Linked DNA regions of Gasterosteus aculeatus: region 1 is linked to region 2. Evidence: chromatin contacts called from public Hi-C data. All regions are on one chromosome and are shown on one strand. The core of a region is the stretch at or near the end of the contact, and the rest is flanking DNA. Distances in the headings are between cores, read along the strand shown. Region 1 holds the start of ankrd66 (ankyrin repeat domain 66). Region 2 overlaps tsc22d2 (TSC22 domain family 2).

Region 1 (6,545 bases), core at 778-3,277, 64 kb before region 2:
GCCCAAAGCGGCAGCAATGTAGAGGGCTACCTGCAACTGAAATCTGGATAAGCAAGAAAGATTCTCATTGGTGTGTAAAATTGCACTCTGACTCTTTATGGATGAGTTGCACTACAACAGTTCTGCCTCATTGTTTATTCATGTTCATGTTGGTTATCTCTGACCTCTTTACTGGTATCTTTTCTAAGAGGTGGCCTTGGACTGTCAATCTGCGGCCCCGGAGGCAACCCCGAAGGAACTGTACCCACCCATCCCATGTGTCCAAACGGAGAGTGGTGCCTTTATTTAAAAAAGATAAACATGTCACTTTGGTCACTTTGAACATTGTTTTGTGCAGGCATTTGGAGGGATTGAGAATTCTTATTCTATAGTGCAACACTTAAAATGAAGCTCTTTTACGTCTTTGTATAGTTAATACATAGTCAATATCAGCCAACATTCAGCACGCGAAAGCTGTGTATATTATACAATTTAAAGCAATCCAGTCATTTAGAAGAAAATACCTGATATCTAACTTTTGACTGATTCTATTGAATGTTCTCAGACTGTTCACAATTGTTTAAGCTGCAGAGCACGCACCGTTAAGATGCCCGTAACAGCCACACAGGCAGGACATACCCTCTTTAATGGCATAGTCTTTGAGTTGGTTGCAGTCATAAAGCTGCACACCAGCAGGTGTGCTCAGTCTGAAGGTGCTAACTGGGAGGCCAGTTTGCATGGAAACCACAGTTTTCAAGTGAGCAACAGACATGTGCAGAGAAGCCTCATTTCCCATGACCGGTAAGGTTTCTTGTGTCACAGCATTGAACAGCCACATCGCAGGCCTTTGCTCACTCTGAAAAACAATTATAAAATTGTGTTAAACCAAAGAATAACAAGACTTTAGACCTAAGATGTATCCCTGTGTTAATAAAATAAAATCTGTCAAGAGGTCAGCGGGCATTAGTTTCACATTTAACTTTTTTTAGATTTGGGAGATCATTTATTCTTACTATTGATTATATTTTTGTGTATTGTGATGAATACAGTGATACAAGCCAATAGAAGGAAGGGTCTGCTGCCACTCTGTGGTTGTGCCGTAAAGTTTAGATTTTTTGTCTGTGTAACTTTCTGTAACACTTTTATAAGAATTTGAACAGATGCAGGTTTGATACTTTCACATTAAAAGCTTTTGTGTATGTGCAATAAAATATATTTTCGTTTAAACACTGAACTGCACTTATCTGTTTATGTACATAGAATACATACAAATAAATAGCTTCTGAATTGAAGGCCTAAAGAAAATATGGACTTCAGCATCCTCCCTTGATGTGCATCATTGATAGCTGATTATATTTACTGCAAATACCAAAACCCCTTTTTTAATGCATAAACACCTTTATCAGGCATTGTATGGCTCTGCCATTTGTGATGCCCACGTCAAACAGAGCCCAGCTGTCCTGCAGCACCGCTCCACCGTGGCTCAGCTCCAGGTACTGCTGCTGTTTGTCATATGAGAGTCGCACCATAAAGTTGTCCTACGGAAACACAGAGTGGATATTTATTGAGCTGTTCTAGAGATTTGGCCCAGAAAGAAAGTTCTTGATTGATCATGTTCACCTGCATCTCTTGTCTCGCAATAATGGAGATATTTGTTTTTTCTTGACATATTAGTTACTAATAACAGTTTTGCAATGCATAGCGTTTAACCATAAGCAACATCATGCCTCAAAATAAAATAAATCCATTAAACAGTCTCTTTTCCCTGCCGTAATATGTCTAAAAAAAACAAACGGTGGTTCGTTACCCCTTGGACATGATTGTAGCTTTTTATTACCTTTATCATGTGCTTCACGGCCCCCACAGTCTGATCTGAAGGGACATCAATAGGCTCACTGGAGCCCTCGAAGCAGATAAAGATCCTCATGGTTGGAACAACCTGCCTCCAGTTGTTTGCTCCTCTGTGATGCTCTGGTCGACCAGAGTGTGTGTAGTAGGGTTGTCTGAGCCATTCTCATCGTAAAAGTCATTGTACAGAGGGGGCAGGAGCTGGGTGGGAAGGATTTGGGGAGTTGAATTTAACAAGTCATCAAAGGACAAAGCACTAGCTGCCTTAAAAAAAAGTGCCTCAAATGCCAGGAATATCATTTTGGTTTGTTGGTTTGGTTTTATTTAAGTCAATCCATTTGGGTTATAAAGTGCTTTCTTTGATACGTGGTTTCATTTTTGCTCAACTTTCCAACTGAACCATCAAATAATGTTGAATAGTAAAATCTCAAAGTGCAGGTAAGACAGATAAAATGGATTAAAAAGATTAAAAAGTATGTTGGTGGCTGTATGGAAAATTAAATACCCCAGAGACTGGCCTTGGTAATTACAAACCTACAATTTAAATGTGCAAATGTAATACCCACTCTCTGACTGGTATTTACATAAGTGTCTGTCTGTATAAAAACAATCATAGTATAGCCTTATACAAGCCTATCTATCAAAGAGAAATAATAATAAAATGTTGTGTTGCACGTATCAATTGTCCTTTATCAATTTGGTCTCATCCATACACGTGATCTGCCTTTGTTTTTACAGCAGCAATGGGCATAATATCGGTTGAGAGGACTGTTGTTTTGTCTATTCTGTTCTACTCAACTGCAGTACATGAACATATTTGCAAAGTGGATCATCACAAGACAAAAATATTTTTTTCTCAGTTGCAAACGGAATAAGCTCTTTGCGGTGGTGCCTTTTTGTGTGAGGGACTACCTGCTGGTGGAACATTACAGTTTCAAATGTTCTTTGAAAGTTTTACAGGGTACAGCTACTTTGCATCTGACCTTTTAAAGTTTGACACTGTCCACAAAGTCTTCGGTGTTCAGCCAAGAGGGACTTAGGTTTCTCAAGGTTCAAGAAACAGAAATAAAATCTAGGCATACAAATGTACACATCAATTTAGGGTTATTGTATGAACTTGTAATATTATATCATATTTATATCATCAGATTTTAAATAAACTTTTATTATAACGATTATCTACAGTAGTGTCACAGGTACAGCTTAACAGTTGTGTGATCAGTCAGAAAAAAACTTCAACCTCTTGTTTGCAAAAGCACTGATCATACTCAAAGGATTCCGTAAACAAAGATGAGCTCCGTTTACTATAGATAGAGGGTGCTAGAGATTAAAAAGTGTGATCTGTTTTCATTTTTTTTTTAGGGTGGATGATGGTAACATTGGTGATGAAGAATAAATGCACACTTATTTCCAGATAGAAAATACAGTTTCTACAGAAACTCCATGGCTCTCATAACGCACTAATAGAGCTGTAATGAAGCTCTAAATAAAGACTCTCTGCTCGCCTCGGGCCGCTCATACAACTGGTAAAACGCAGCTAACGTTTGCGTGCGCCGTCACGTGGCTATGTTTACGTCTGGAGTCACTTCCGGAGTCAGACGATCGACACACGATTCGACCAATCGGGAGCCGAATGTGGATCGGCGCATGTGGCGGAAACCAGAGAAGGTAGCCTTCCGAGGGGATTAAACCGTAACGTTTAATGTTCACGTTCTCCGACCCGTCGTTCTAACGGGATGAAGCCCAGCCTAAATATTCTCCGCTGTAAACGTTGCTTGGCACGACGCGCAGCCGCGGAGAGAGATGTCACCGCCCGGCGCTAAATCCCCGGACAAGACAAACCTCCGGGCAGAAATTGAGGTAAACACCCACGAAAGACCCAGTAGCTACCTCCGTTAGCCTCACGCTAGCGCGGAGGGGGTACCGGGCGCTCCGTGTTCGCTGCACCCCGCGAAGGTTCTCCACGCCCGATCAGTGATTTATTTAGCTGTAGCTACAACTATACTCCGAGGAATGTCCCACTTAAAGGCGACTGGTTTAAAAACAAACAAACATGGGAACCGTAACCCCAAGTTAACCACTGACATTTGGGGGTGTGAAAGTTCAACGGGGACATCGCATGGTTGTTGACCGCATCTGCTGTTGGGTTTGCCATTGACTGTTTTGTTCTTCGCTGATTTTAAGTAAACGTCTCGTGGTAAAATGTGATGTGTGTCATTTGATGTCATCTTCTGATCAGGGTGCCGGGGGTTGCTGCTCTCACTTCCCCTTGTGCTTCCCTGCTCATTTCCCATTCAGGACCCGCCGTCTCCTCTTCTCTTCTCTGCTAAAAACAGTTTATAGATTTGAGTGAGAGAATGGAGAACGTGTTTATAACGTGTTGCATGGCGCTTACATTTACATTCAGGGTTGGATGTGATGATGTATACTATGCGACAAATGCGAGTCCAAATACAAGGGGCAGCACAGAAAATACATTCCTGTTTTATTACAGTCCGTAAATGGTTTTGGTCCCTGTTTTTAAATGATCAAGAGCTACATTTTTATCTTGATTTAGTAACAACTGCATACTAGGAGTGAAATCATTAATTTTTAAAGAGATGGATTCAAATATTGCAAAATAAATTGTTTTCATTAATGGAAATATCATTTTATTTATGCCAATAAAACGGTACACGTCTGCATTTTCCAATTTTTTTCCAATCTAAACGTACATTTAGTAACTAATGAGGACAGTTGCTACTAAAGCCAGCGTTCCCATCTGATTTGAACTTCTGCTTTGATTTCATCGCTGAATAAATATATTTCATCTATTCAAAGCATTACGGCTTGAATACACGGTATAAACCAGACCATTGGGGACATTTTACACCCATTGATTTATTCATTTGATAAGAAAACATCCTTGCTTTCATCCAAACGTACACAACAAACCTTACAATCCTTACACACTACTTGCCTTTGCAACGTGACTTCTCACATGCTGCCATCCGCTTTGGGGAGTCGTAGCTCTCATGCTGCAATGTTAGGCCCAAAGTTCCCCTCCTTCTACATGAGACAACTGGCTAGCTCATAAACATAACACATGCAAACGGGAAGCTATGCAGGAGCTAGCAGCACAAGGGCTAATGGAATTTTCTTTTGAAGGGGCAATTGTTTTTAAAAACCGCTGGTAGCTTTTTGTCTCCAAAAGAGTGCACATTGCTTTTTGTGGGGTCTGTGAAAGAAAAAGTAGGTAGGCGGGAAGCACTTGTGCAGCAAGATGAACCACCAATAACTAATATACATGACGAGTGAGGCAGTTAGAAGACCAGATGAACAGGCGGAGGGTTGGACGGTGCTCTGGTGCCGCAACCAGCACGACGTCAAACACCCCAAAATAGCATCAAACCGTCCGCCACTCCGACAGCAGAATCGCAGCACCGTTAATCAATGAGGCCAAATTAGGACTTGGGGGCCAAATATGGACTTTTCTTTTTAAATACTTAAAAATAAATATGTGCATTCAAATCGTTGGTATTTCATCAGCATATGTAGTTCAAGCGTTACGTGTATACAAACATGAAACTTGTGTCTTTCTCCAGGTGTGAGGCCTGAGTGCGTGGTCATCCGTCTGTGTGTGTGTGTGTGTGTTTATGGTTGTGTATGTTTATGAGTGGCGGAGCAGCTGGGGGTTGTAAGGTGACGCCAGGATGCTGCTGTCCCTTGGAATGCTGATGCTGTCGGCCACACAGATTTACACCATCTTCACTGTTCAGCTCTTCGCCTTCCTCAACCTGCTGCCCGTGGGGGCCGACATCGCTGCCGTGAGCAATCGCCACAATAACGGTGGGATTCCCTTCTGTAATAACTTGAATCGGAGGTCATTCAGTTTTTTTTCTTCTGTCTTTCAGTACTCGTTTGACAACAAAACGGAGAACTTTGACGATCTGCCGGCGCGGTTTGGCTATCGGCTGCCCAGCGATGGGCTGAAGGTGAGCGCCGATTCTGTTTTTATTTCACTTTACATCTACATTTAAAGTTTAACCACAAAAACAGAAATGAATAAAAAAGATATGTTAACTGAGTTAAAACAAAACTAGTTAACTAGTTACCGATTCCACCTTTCTAGTTTGCATTAGAAAGCGGCAGAAATCGGGATACCTTTTGAAAAACTGCTCTATTGAGGATTGTGATCAATGTGTGTTGTGTGGACGCAGCAGCACGCACACTGCTTAATCCACAAAGTACACAAACCGAAGGGGTGATTCACGTCTGCCATCTGAACTGACCACTGTCGCGTTTTCCACAGCCGCGAGTTGCCCAGTTGTGGCCGTTCAAAGGCGTTTTAGTGCTCAGAAGCCAGCTGATGCCTTGTTTGTTGTTTGTGTATACGTGCAGGTCAAGTGCGGCGTGTTTGCACACTTGTAGTTGCTGCCACGTACCCGAGTCTTGTCTGTTTAGCAGCAAAGCATCATTTTGCCGTTCCGCCGCGTGAGGGGTGATAATACGGTATATTTTAGGAATCAAGCCTGTGGTTGAGTTGCTCGGATACGTTGGTATCCAAGCAGGAAGTTTGGACACAACCTCAGACTGTTTCTACTTCCTGTTTGCAAATCTCTTGTTTTAAAAAAGAACCTCTCTTCAATTTAACACCAGAAGAGTTCTGACATTTTACAGTTTCCGAATATTGGAACCAGCTGAGCCTTGAATTAATCGCCTCGATTAATTTGAGGAAT
Region 2 (6,034 bases), core at 748-3,247:
GTTCAAGATTGAGCCTCAAAGACTTTTCTACAGCTAAAAGTGAGCATACTATGACTAAATAAGAATATTACCTGTGAAAAATGGCACTGACAATAGCAGTTTTCATCTGGTCGCCCAGACCATGTGCTCGACACTTTGACCCTTTCGTGTTAACTTTTTTTTTTCCTTCAGAAAGGTTTGGTGGATTCATTGATTAGTAAGCAAGATTGAAAAGTCACTTTGCCGTTCATACTGTATCTACCTGGAGTATGGACCACCATTCAACAACACGGCTTACGACAAATTTGTATTCTTCCAACAAATTGACCCCATTTCACCTTTTGACTATTTCCGTGCAATACGCAAATAGCAGTTGTCTCGGGGGATTTCAAGTTTTGCATCACCAAATACAAGAAAATAGTTTCAGGTTTGCGTCGTGACAAACGCGATTCATTTTGGTTTCTGGTTCACAACGTTGTGCAATGCAAGTAGGAATTTTACTCTAACCCAGTGCACAAAGATGAAGATTAAATCTCAGCAAGCTGTGGCAAAACAAGTCCCTTATCTTATCCACTTGATCCATCTATCTATTTTCCCCTAGGCACTGGAATGACTATTGGCCTAAAGTGTTTTCTTTTTAAGTTGCTGTTTTAAGTGCATTGTGATGACTGGCCTTAAGAATAAACAAAATAATTCCCAACAACATTCCCCCTCGACAAGACATATTTCCTAGGTTAGTTTAATAGGTTAAACTTCCCTACAACCGTTTTAATCCCATGTGTCCATGTTTTTGTGTATTTGTGTTGATTAGCTCAACTTGATTTAATTGATCTAATAGGACATCTGTAATTTGGGTGGTTTCGGGGCCCAATAGAGGAGCCACGTTCAGCTCTCCTGCGCCTCGTTACAGCTCCACGTTCATTCGGTGCGTTTGTCTCCTCTCTGAGTGATCATTTAGGAAAGTCCCGACAGCCGCTCTGTTGTGTCGGAGCCTCTGCCGACCTCGTCTGGCGCAGCAGCCGAACTGCACCTTACAAAACTAAGGCCGCGGGTGGGGTGGGTGGGGGGTCTCTGCATCGGAAAAGAGAGCGGCAGCTATTGTTTTGAAATACACTTAGCAGGGGAGGGTTACTGAAAGGCCGAGGTCTAATTTGTTCAGCTGTCGCCCCCCCCCACACAGGGAGTGTTGGTATGCTTTGTGACAACGACGTGCGCCGCTGCATCTGTGCCCTTTTTCTGGAGAACGCATTAGCGTTCTGGTGCCCTAAGACATCGTGCGATGCCCCCAGAGGGAAAGATGAGGCCACGCGCAGCTGCTCGGTACATATGACATAAAGTTCATCACTGAAATACTTCCATGGAGAGCGTGAAGCTGACACCTTTTTGCTGCTTCCAGAGTCGAGGCGGGTACAAGAGGTCGGTGACAGTCCAACAACTGGGCCTCATGGAGAAGAACCGGGCCGTGTGTTGTCGCAGCGCGACGGTGGCTCTGACAGATGTCTCGGTTTAGGGGCCGGAGGTGTCCAAAGTTGGAACGTGCTGCCTTGCGGTCCGGGAGACTTTGTTTTGGGGGACTGGTGCATGTGTGCTCCCGCTAGTCTGCGAGGAAGGCAGCACTTTGAGGTGAACGCAGTGAGCGGCCCTTATATAAACCGCCTCATGGCTGCCTCGAATCAAATGTCCAGTCTGCTTTGTTTTCCTTGGACAATGGACAGCAACAAATACTTTCTTCTCTCTCTAAAATGTCTGGTTACTCCTTCAGGCTGCCCCCATTCACTTTGACGGGCTACTTGGATCGAGCCTGTGTATAAAACCACTCGTGGACACGCTCGTTGTCCCTGATGTCTCCTCTCGCGGCCTTCATGTCCCACAACGCAGCCGTTCGCTTGTTCGGGGAAGTGTCCCTATTTTAGCATGCATTTAGACTCTAAATTCAACGGAATCTTAACAGTGTGGGCATTTACAAGTCTGAGGGAGGGAGACGCTTAACTCCGCCCCCTTCGTTTTCGCACCACGTGTCCGGGGGACATTTAACACGCGCTCCTCCGCTCTACACGCCAACGAGAACCACTCGCCTGTTTCCACCCCGAGGAGCGCAGCAGCCCCACGGCAGAAACTTTCCCCGGAACCAGAGAACATGCGCTGCAGAATGAGCTACAGCCTGCCGTGCTCCCCGCCGGGCCGCCTGGCGTGTTACAGGGCGCGCTGCGCCAGGTAAATACCCGCGCGCCCGCTCTCTGCCCGCCGCGTGTCTGTGTGCGTTTCCCTCGGCGTGGTGACTTCTATGTGCGCGTGGTATCCGTCTGCTCCGCGCATTTGCTGGTAGTTGTTTGCCAACATAGTTTTTTTTTGGGGGGGGGGGGGGGGGGGGGGTCTCTCTCTCTCTCTCTCTCTCTCGCTCTCTCTTGCTCTTGTTATTATGAAAACGCGCGCGATGCCTTTTGTCGTCCAGCCACGTTTTTCAGGCCATTGTGGACATTGAAATCGTCTCATTTGGTGTCCCGAGTGTCTGAAGTGTTTCTGTCCCTTCGTCGTGTCTGAAATGAATGAATTAAATGTTTTTAATTTTGTAACATTTTGAACCCATGTGTCGTTTGTGAGGCTGGTTCATACAGTTAATCTGATCCAACAGTCCCTCGCTAAATTTGTACCTCAAACGAATTGAATCTGCTTTCTCCTCTTATCGGTCGGATCACACAAACCTCTCCAGGTATTTGTGGTCTGATTTGAAAAGTCTGATGTCATCGCGACTCTGTTGAAACAATCCGCAGGAGGATTGTTATCAGAGCTCCTGCTGCTGCACGCAGTCCTTTATGAGGCAGCGCTTCTTTTAAAATAGGTTTTTAAAAACAGCTGCTGTGCTATTTATTTAATTCTGTGAGCAGTAGACCGGCCTGGAGAGTAATGTGGACCCATGACTGGCTACAGGTGGAGCCTGTTGCAAAGTATTTTATTGCCTAACCCTAATGCTTGTTTGTGTAAACCCACAGTATGCTGCTTTAGTACAGGCTGCCCCTTGTGTTTTTAAAAAACTGCACCATATTTGTAACAAGTTCTTATTTTCTTTTCTTCGCCTCCACTTTCCACTCACTCTTTATAGTTTTGGAAAGTCTTTGACACTTCCAATAACTTAAAAATATATATATTCTTCTAAATGGGCGTTTTATACTTCATGTGAACTCATCAATGTCTTGCAACCGATTTGGGCATTTAATCAAAGTTAAACCGCTGACGTCACGCTAAAGTGTTGTCGTTTTTTGTCTCCACAGTGCATCCGGTGCCAGCGTCGTCGCAATTGATAACAAGATAGAGCAAGCCATGGTGAGTTGTTCCCCACATGTTTCCCCACACACAGCACTTTTTCTAGCTATGTGTGTGGGTGGAATCTATTTCCCTCCGAGTGCTAATGTTAGTTTCTCCTCCAGGACTTGGTGAAGAGCCACCTGATGTATGCGGTTCGCGAGGAGGTGGAGGTGTTGAAGGAGCAGATTAAGGAGCTGTACGAGAGGAACTCTATGTTGGAGCGGGAAAACGCCGTGCTGAAGTCGCTGGCCAACACGGATCAGCTGGGCCAGGTCTCCAGTCAGCTCCACCAGGGCGGCAGCACGCCTCCATCGCTGCTGCAGCAGCACCCGCTCGTCGCCATCGACAACAACAACGGCCCCCTGGCTCACCGCGAAGGGAGTCAGAGCGCCCCCCATCGGCCCAACATCACCTCGGCGTGAACCCCGTTACACGCGCTCAAACGCAGACTTTTCAGACGGGACTGGAAGATCCTGTCAGGAAAGACACCCGACTGCTGCCGTCTCCTTGGCTCCATGAAGCGAAACGGCTCGACTCCGCCCTCCGTGTGCTCCGTTTGAGGAAATCGCCAAGCGGCGACATCTTTGTTTGCCACCGAGAGCCGCGCTTTGAGGTTCGCTTGCTGCCGTTACCGGGCTGCACATTATTAAGACATCAACAAACCCCCTTCAAAAACGTCTTCATCGGGTCCCCGTGGTGGGCTGCAAGAAGACGAGGGATCAGGCGAGCGGGTGCACACAGTTGTGGTGCAGGAGGACAGGGGTCAAAGGGCACGGAGGTTTTTGTTTTTTCTGACTGGGCAACAAGTGGTAAGGGGCGGTTCGACCACACAGGAGTGACGAGGGTCCTGTGACATCCACTGGGGTCCGTCCTCCAAGGACCCTCAATCCGTCGCTCCCCAGCTGGAAGAGGCCGGAGGGCCTCGGGAGAGGATCCCCCCCCCCCCCCCCCCGACAGTAGCAGGAAGCCATGCGGGTGCCTCGGCTTGGGGGTTGAGCCTCAGCTCGTTATGCTGCAACAAAAAGCTTGTTGTCTTCTTAGAGCCACCGTACTTTGACATGAATCATACCTTTTCTCCTTTATTTCAGTTTTAGTATTTGAATTTATTTATTTCAGGGCTGCTATTTTCATAATGTAACTGAACAATGTCATGGATATACTTATTAACAAAAAACCTTTTTTCTTTTTGGTATTTTAGAATGTCAGGTATTAAATTTGGTTGTCTCGTTCAACAACTAGATCTCAATAAAGTAGGCAATAAGTTCTATTATAGAAATGTCATGAAATAGTGCTAACACTAAAGCTGAGTTTATATATTGGGTGAAATCCAGGTTGAATGTATATTTTGTAAAGTATCAAGAGAAAGTAGGGTGTGTACAGGAGAACACCTGTTTAAGATGTGATGGGATGTTTCGATAAAGAAATCTATTAATTTACCTTTTTTTCTTAGTGAAATACAGAAATTATTAAGGGGTTTGGTCTGATGAAAAGCTGTGAAATGGTTCGACCTACTTTATAACCAAAGACGCAAAGCTGTGGAAGTAGTTTATTTTTTTTCTTTATTTTTTTAAATGCACAACCTTTTTTTCCTACTTTTTCCCCTACATTTCCTTTTTTGTTGCTCTTTTGCATGTTCTGCATGATCTATAATCAAACCTATTCCTTACCTCATGTTTTTATCCAGCACTCTTATTTTGTGTGAAGTTGTCAGTCTGTGAATGATTGTGAAAGAGAAGGAACAACTGGCAGAGAGGGTCTAGTAGTCGAGGGTAAAAAAAAAAGTGGCTGTGTTTGCTTTGTGCACAAGTCAGAAGGAGCTGCTTTTTTTCCCGCCTTCATGTCTGTCGTGGCAACTTTCCCACCCAGAGGAAAGGTTTTGTTACAATTACAGATTTTTATGTATTTAATAAATGCAGCATTTAGGTTTCAATTTGTAGTTTACCAACACTTTGCTTACAAAAAACTAATGTACGGAACAAGACGATGGAAACTATTCAACTTTTCTCCCTTTTAAAAACCGTGTGAGAGTATTCTGGGATGTCCTTGTTGTGTCTTTTGTGCCTCTTGTGCTGCTGTACCGCCCGGCGATTCGGTTTCTTTCTTTTGTGGCTTGGAACTAAACCAAAATGCTCGGTCATCTTTCTACAGGATCAATGGATTTTCTTTTCTTTTTTTTTTCTTTTTTTTTTTGTTGCAAACTGGCTTATTTAGTATTCTTTTCTGTTTTCCTTTCATTTGAAGGAGATTGTGTGTACATGCCAAGTGTACTGTATGAAAGTGATCACTGAGCCTTGGAGAAAATATCTTAACAATGCCCTTGTAATGTGCTGTTCAGACAATTTTAGTTTTCAGTCAAAAATAAATTACTGTTTTATTAAGAGAATGTTGTCATGCTTTTTTTTCACCAGGAAATCCACTCATTACTTCTATTAGTAAACACTTTGGAGAATATCTAACTACAAAACACTGAACATTTTTCTTTTCACAGATTAATTTCTTTTTACACAAACATGAATGAACTGAGATTTTAAAATCTTTTTACAACATCTGTTTTAAACAAGTTCAACAGATTATCGGTCCACATCAGTAAGTCTTTTTGTCAGCCGCTATCTTGCACTATTGTAGGACAAAAGCTTGCTTTTTACTCGGTGCACCGTACCAGGACACAAACTGAGGGAGCTAAATTAATTGAATTACTTGGATTTGAGTTCCTTTTGTATCATGTCAAAATACACTCACCTAAAGGATTATC

The links. Hi-C and Micro-C count contacts between places; a contact is called where the count stands out from the background.
Region 1: a contact with region 2 is called in a Hi-C map of tail fin, with 2.5 times the contacts expected there. The contact joins the promoter of ankrd66 here to the enhancer-like site in region 2. A contact is called at or near these places in 3 of 6 Hi-C or Micro-C datasets (skeletal muscle, tail fin and whole body).

What each region holds. Positions count from the first base shown.
Region 1 is chr8:14,504,342-14,510,886 of fGasAcu3.hap1.1, reverse strand. ankrd66 (ankyrin repeat domain 66) reads right to left here and starts at 2,027. Exons shown (of 6, transcript XM_040184879.2): 1 at 1,817-2,027; 2 at 1,377-1,517; 3 at 619-835; 4 at 165-279; 5 at 1-43. The coding sequence starts at 1,906. rnf13 (ring finger protein 13) reads left to right here and starts at 3,341. Exons shown (of 10, transcript XM_040184874.2): 1 at 3,341-3,687; 2 at 5,412-5,633; 3 at 5,721-5,801. The coding sequence starts at 5,520.
Region 2 is chr8:14,440,559-14,446,592 of fGasAcu3.hap1.1, reverse strand. tsc22d2 (TSC22 domain family 2) reads left to right here. Exons shown (of 3, transcript XM_040184544.2): 2 at 3,249-3,300; 3 at 3,405-5,662. The coding sequence ends at 3,704. Among protein-coding and RNA genes, the nearest start is that of LOC144411450, 7.7 kb to the right of the region's middle. Within about 2 kb of position 1,997, at least 7 of the 9 cell types and tissues checked have open chromatin away from gene starts, as enhancers often do.